Linked DNA regions of Cricetulus griseus: region 2 is linked to region 1. The links are chromatin contacts, called in public Hi-C maps. All regions are on one chromosome and are shown on one strand. The core of a region is the stretch at or near the end of the contact, and the rest is flanking DNA. Distances in the headings are between cores, read along the strand shown. Region 1 has its middle 27 kb from the start of Gli2. Region 2 has its middle 24 kb from the start of Trnak-cuu.

Region 1 (3,357 bases), core at 50-2,549:
ACACACACACACACACACACACACACACACACACTAGACAAAGAAAGAGAGAAGCTGGAGACATGACTTAGCAAATGAAGGAACTTTCAGCCCAGGTTTTGTGACCTGAGTTCCATGTCCAGAACTATAGGTGGAAGAAAACCAACTCACACAAATTTGTCCTCTGACCTCCACAGGTGCACCATGGCACACTCTCTCACACACTCATTACACACACACACACACACACACACACACACACACACACACACACACACACAATTAATAGTAATAATAATAATAATAATAATAATAATAGGATCATGTTTTTAAGAGTAGATACTGTGCTGGGCCCAGACAAATTTGTCCCATTTGTAAGCATCCAGTATATCTATTTCCAATCCATTTGTTTACTTTGAGATATGGTCTCACTGTGTAGCCCAGGCTGAACTGGAACTCACTAAGTAGAGCAAACTAACCTTGAACCCATAGAGATCTGCCTGCTTCTGCCTCCAGAGTGCTGGGATTAAAGGTGTGCACCATCACAAAGGGCACAAAGCCTGTTCTGTGATTCTCAGGTTCCACAGAGGCTAAGTGGTGCCCCTCCACTAGATGACAGCACTGAGCATACCAGCCTTCCTGCTCTATCTTCCCAAGGCATGATGCATTCCTGACAGGTTTTGGGACTCCTCCTTCTTTGGTGATGTAATGGAGAGAGCAAGAGGCTGTTGGGTCTCAAACCTGGGGATAACGGCTGAGGTGTCTATCTAACATATCAAACTGGACCAGGCCACCAGGTTCTCCCAGCATCTCTCAGTCCCTACCTGTTCCAGGGTATGGCTGGCATACTCTGCCCTCTACCCCGACTCTCCAACCCAGGGGCTGGGCTGCCCTTCCCCTGGAAAATCTTCTCTTTATAATCCAGACATTTTGGTTACTCGCCTTTCTTATATCTTGCCCTCTTGGCTGCTGTGGTTCTCCCCTTCCTCCCCCTCCCCCTCTCCTCACGTGACTCAGGGTCATGGCCACTCTGGACTCCCCAGATATATCTGCTTCTGGCTATGATCTCCCTTTTATCTACAACTTTCCCTTCTGCCATACCTAGGAGTGGTCATGTCTTTCCTTTTATTTCTTTTTATTTATTTTTTTCCATTCAGGTCACAGGCAGCCAACAGCCAGGAGTGCAGAGGAACCCTCTGAAGACCAGCTGGAGGATATCACTAACACAGCACAGTGGGAGCATCAATACCAAGGCTTTCCTCCCATCTACCCAGACACTTCGTCTTCTCTTCCTGTGTTCTCCCCATCCCCTTGCAGCCTCCTGCTTCCTGCAAGAGCAACAGGGCCCCACAGTGCTTGCAGTTTCTTGTGCACACAGCTAATGTCTCAGCCTGAGGCCGCTGTGAGGAGTCCCAATCTCCACCAGCTGGCTGCTGTCAAAGACTGGTAATGGGTAGACCTAACCTTAAAACTTGGTTTCTTTGACCCCTTGTTCTTTTGTTTACAGCTGTGATTCGGGGTAATAATTGACAATGGGAATCTTTCAAATCGCCATTGAGATGATTACTTTTAAAATAAAAATAAAAAACAAGAAGGGCTGGACGGTCCTACATTGATAAAGTGCTCGACTTATGTGTAGAAGGCTCTGGGTTCTGTCCCCAGAATGGAGTAAACCTGACCTGTTGGCTTCTACCCAACCCCAGTGTCCAGAAGGTGGAGGCGGGAGAGGGAGCTCACAGTTGTCCCTGATTATAGGGTGAGTTCCAGGCCAGCCTGAGCTATTGAAACTCTGTCTAGGAAAGAAGTTTAGTGCCAGCCTGGGCTACATGAGACTAAAGCTGATGATGGAAACAGAGCCTAACCACCATAAAATTCCTAAAAGTCAATGTACTACTTACTTAAAGAAGAAACGACCCATAATATGGAGGCAGAGTCTCTCACTGAGCCTGGAGTTCAGTGTTTTAGCTAGTCTGACTAGCCAGCTTGCTCTGGGGATTCCCTGTCTCTGCCTCCCTAGCCCTGGGGTTACAGATGGCCATGCCCACCTGGGTTTTCAAATCCTGTCCTTCACACTTGAATGACAAGCCCATTATCTACCAAACTATCTCCCCAACTTCTTTCCCTTTTATGGGTAAGTAATAGTCCACCATGGTATCTGCCTGACATTCCGTGTGTTCCTTTATCCTACCAGGAACACTGGGATGCTCCAGACTGTGTGGATATTGCTGCTGGCACATGGTATGTAAATGTCTTTCCTTGGTTTCAGTTCTTTGGGGGTAAAGACCTAGAAGGGGCCTGCTGGCTCCTGTGGCAATCGTCCACCAGTTTCTGTCCCCAGGAGCCACATGCAGGCTCCCAGGTCCTCACCCTCAGCAGCACTTGTGACTTTTTGCCTTTTGCTTTTCCACACAAGGTCTTGCTTTGTTACTCAGACTGATTTTGAAGTCCCCTTTGCTTCCAGCTTCTGAATGACAGGAACTGAGTTCCACACTGCTGTGCCTGGCTTCTTTTCATTTTTCCTCCTTTTACTTTTAGTTTAAACATGTTTTTTTTTATGTGTATGAGTGTTTTAGCCTGTATGTCTGTGTGTCATGCACTTGCAGTGTACACAAAGTACAAAGGATGGATTTAGACCCCCTGGAACCAAAGTTAAAGACAGTTGTGAGCCACCACGTAGGTGCTGGGAACTGAACCCTGGTCCTCTGCAAGAGCAACAAGTGCTCTTGACTGCTGAGCCATTTCTCCAGCCCCTAAAATTTAAATTAAATTAATTACTGTGCAGAAGGGGAATTACAAGGCATGCCACTCATGTGGAGGTCAGAGGGCAACTTTGAGCAGGTGGTTCTCTCCTTCCACCTTTATGTGGGTTCCAGAAATCCCCCTCAGGGTTCCTGGTTTGCAGGGTAAACACCTTCACCCACTTTGGTTCTGCCCCTCCCCTCTCATCCCTTCTTCTCTCTCTCTTCCCCTTTGTCTTCGTTTTCCCCCTCAGGGATGGGGACATAGAATAGCTCCTATTACCTGCTGGATCTAGAAATATTGTCTCCACCCTTACTGGACCACCCACTCTAGAAGGTTTCTATCACAGTTTCATGTAGTCCAGGCTGGCCTAGAAAGTCACTGTGTAGCTGAGGATAAGCTTGAACTGTCCATCCTCCTGCCTCTACCTCCCCAGTGCTAGTATAAAAGGTGTTCGCCACCACAGATGATTTGTGTGGGATGGAATCCAGGGCTTCCTGCACACCAGGCAAATAGTCTACCAGCTGAATTAGCTGAACTATACACCTGAACCTCTAATGCACCACCTGGAATACTGTGGAGAACTCATAGGTGCTTCTACAGAGAGGACTGCAGTTCAGTCCAAAATGCTTCATGGAA
Region 2 (3,285 bases), core at 443-2,942, 320 kb before region 1:
CTGTCAGACTCTACTGTGTGCAGTGCTCAGAGAGTCAGCTGAGGCATTGTGGGTATGATCTTCTTACCAGAGGGATGAGCAGTAAGAAATGAATGCAGAGTGCAAGCTGAGATCTTCAATGTTGGGAGTCATCAAATTTCTTAACTGCTTGTTTTTGCCACGTTACAGCTCCAGGAGGGTAAACTGCACCTGGTGCCTTCGCTGTGTCCCTGGGATGGGGACACATTGCTATAAGGGCCTGGGGGAGTCAGGCTCCTCCTCTTAGTGACACCTTCTCATCAACGCCTACAACTTTGGGATTTTGCAGTCACAGTCTCCTGCCCTGGACCTAAAGGAATCTGTTTTGGGGGTTTGCTTTTTACTTGCTTTTTAAATTTTTTTGGGAAGCTGTTTTGATCATGAGAGTTGGTTCAGGGTATCATAGTCAATATGGTTCACACTCCAAAGTAGAACTAAGACAGAGGAGATGGGTTAGTTGGTAACATGCTTGCCATCCAAGCATGAGGACTTGAGTTTGAGACCAGAACCTAAGTGAAAGAAATTCAGGCATGACCAGTGACATAGCTGAGCTGGTAAAAGGGCTAGCTGCAAAGCCTGGTGAAATTGAGTTTCATCTCAGAGACACCCATGGTGTCACACATGCACACATATGTGCACACACCACACACACACAGACACACAGACACACAGACACACACACACACACACACACACACACACACACACACACAATGAAGACACATTTGATCATTTTGCCCTTGCTTAAAGTACGGTCTCCTGGACAAACAAAGGAGGAAATAGACTTGTCCAGCCCAACATACGCCTTTTCAGGTGAGGAAACAGGAACAAGGTCATGAGCTGTGATTTAGCACAGCTGGGACTAATCTTTATAGTTTTTACTGCTGAGTGAAAGTACCAGGAGTTCCACCTACTCAGAGATCTCAGACACAAGACGGGCCCCCCCCCCCCAACACACACACGGAGCCTGAGGGGGACACCCTGAGGCTCCGGCACACTGTACTCAGGCCGAGTGAAGAAGTTCTGAGGTACTTCTTTCTCCACATTCTGGGACATTCTTTTCCAATTCCACTTTCTACTTGTGGTGACACTGCCAACCTGATGGGATCTAGGGTCACTTAGGAGACAAACCTCTGGCCATTTCTGTGAGGGAGTTTCTAGGTTAGGTTGACTGAGGTGGGAGGACCCGCCCTTGCTGTGAATGGCACCACCACATGGCCCAAGGCTCCATATTGAACACAAGGGAGAAAGCGAGCTGAGCACCAGTGTTCATCTCTCTCTCTCTCTGCTTCCTGACTGTGGATGTCATGTGAGCAGCTGCCTCCAGCTCCCGCAGCCATGCCTGCCCTGTCATCATGGACTGTAACCTTGAACTGAGAGCCCAAATTAGTCCTTCCTCCCCTGGCTGCTTTCACCAAGTCCCAACAAGGAAAAAAGTAACTAACACGCCGCCCTTCACATCCTATACCGATTCCTCTCTTGGATGTTTGTGTCCACATCTTAACCTCAGTAGGGTCCTTTTCTTGGCTCTGTTTTCCTTCTAGTTGCCTTCCCTGCTTCTTGTTCAATCCCTGTCTCAGCTTAGTTCTCAGGGGAATCCAAGTCACATAGGAGACCCAGGCTGTGTGCATGGTACTCAGCCAGCACCAGGGCAGCCTTGCCTTGCCAGCTCTCCACACTGTTCTGGCATGGCCCCAGCCATGGCTGAGCAAAGCAGACTGTCCACCAAGCAGGACTGCTGTCCCATGCCCTGTGCTCCAGCGTCCTCTGCTGGTGGCTGCAGGTGCTGCAGGGAAGTCCAGGACTCACCTGCTACTTCTGGGCTGTATGCAGGAGCTATTACACAGGAGCTATTGCACAGAGCCACCATGGGGACTGGGTGGAGTCAGGGGGAGGTTTAGTGAGAACACCAGGGAAGAGGACTGCCTGCCTGCTTGCATGCTCGTGTTTCAGACTGGAGTAAGAGTGGGAGAGTTAATGAAGCCACACTTAGAGACTTTATGCCTTAACATTCTTTTTAGTTACAATTTTCTTTGAGAATCATCTTGAAATGTGGTCATCCCCACCCCTCATTTCTCCATTATGTCTCTCCAACGTGCCCCCTCCAAACTTTGTATCTGTCCTGGAACTTGCTCTGTAGACCAGGCTGGCCTCGTCGAACTCACAGAGATCCACCTTGTCTGCTTTCTGAGTGCTGGGATTAAAGGGGTGTGCCTCCTTTTCTTTTTTAATAACCTACTAAGCCCAATGCTTGGTTCTGCCTGAGTGTGTATGGTGTAAGGCCATCTAGTGAGAAACCTACCCGTGGCTACATTCTCCCATTCCAGCAACTACCAACCTCAGGAAAGGGTGAGGCAAAGGGAGCACCCTGCCCAAACCTAGTGGGCACCTCACCTGCTGAACCGCTGGAGGATGAGGCCAGACTTGGCTGGGGAGATGACTCAGTGGGTAAAGTGCCTGCAGAACAAGGATAAGAACCTGAATTTGGATGCCTGGCACTCACATACAAAGCCAGGTGGCAGCCTGACTCTGTGACCCCAGCTGGGGAGGCAGAGAGAAGAGGAAGAGAGTAAATGTAAGGTCACAATGCAATGGTAGGGGACACAGAAACAGAGACCACATGGGATCACCTGGAGTTTCTGATACCTGTGTGTGTGTTCGTGCATGCGTGCGTGCGTGCGTGCGTTGGTGTGTGTGTGTGTGTGTGTGTGTGTGTGTGTGTGTGTGTGTGTGGAGGTTGAAACTGGGAAAGGTTTAGACGTATGAGAGTCTCCAGCAGCAGCTAAGGGGACAGAGACAGGTTCAGTGGGTAGGAGGCAGGCACGGAGCCCACCTGGCTGCCCAGGGCTGGGCACAGGTAGAAGCAAAGGACAGGAGCTAATGGACTGGGCTAGAGAGGGCTCGAGGAACCTGGGCTGGATGGAAGGGCATTTCTGAATGCCAGGGTTTGGGAGATGTTTTCTCAGCTCCGTGATCCTTATAGAAGAGGGGTGGGGCTGAGAAGCAGCTGGGATGGTAACATGCTGGCCATGCAAGCTTGAGGACAGGAGTTTGATCCTCAGAAGCCACACAAAATGGCAGAGTGTGGTGGTGCACACCTGTAATCCCAGGTCTGGAGAGGGAAAAGCAGAGAAAGGCAGATACCTGGCCCTTCCTGGACAGCTAATCTACCAGAGAACCTCAGACCAAAAAAAAAAAAGAAAAAGGCCATGGATTTGAGAGATCAGGAGTGTAGTACATGGGAAGGGTTGGTGGGAAGAAAGAGAA

What was found. Hi-C and Micro-C count contacts between places; a contact is called where the count stands out from the background.
Region 2: a contact with region 1 is called in a Hi-C map of the CHO-K1 cell line, with 17 times the contacts expected there. The contact joins two enhancer-like sites. A contact is called at or near these places in 8 of 8 Hi-C or Micro-C datasets (the CHK-Q cell line, the CHL-YN cell line, the CHO-K1 cell line and 3 more).

The regions. Positions count from the first base shown.
Region 1 is chr5:69,429,498-69,432,854 of CriGri-PICRH-1.0, reverse strand. No RefSeq gene overlaps it. Among named protein-coding and RNA genes, the nearest start is that of Gli2, 27 kb to the left of the region's middle. Within about 2 kb of position 1,299, at least 1 of the 6 cell types and tissues checked has open chromatin away from gene starts, as enhancers often do.
Region 2 is chr5:69,751,193-69,754,477 of CriGri-PICRH-1.0, reverse strand. No RefSeq gene overlaps it. Among named protein-coding and RNA genes, the nearest start is that of Trnak-cuu, 24 kb to the right of the region's middle. Within about 2 kb of position 1,692, at least 1 of the 6 cell types and tissues checked has open chromatin away from gene starts, as enhancers often do.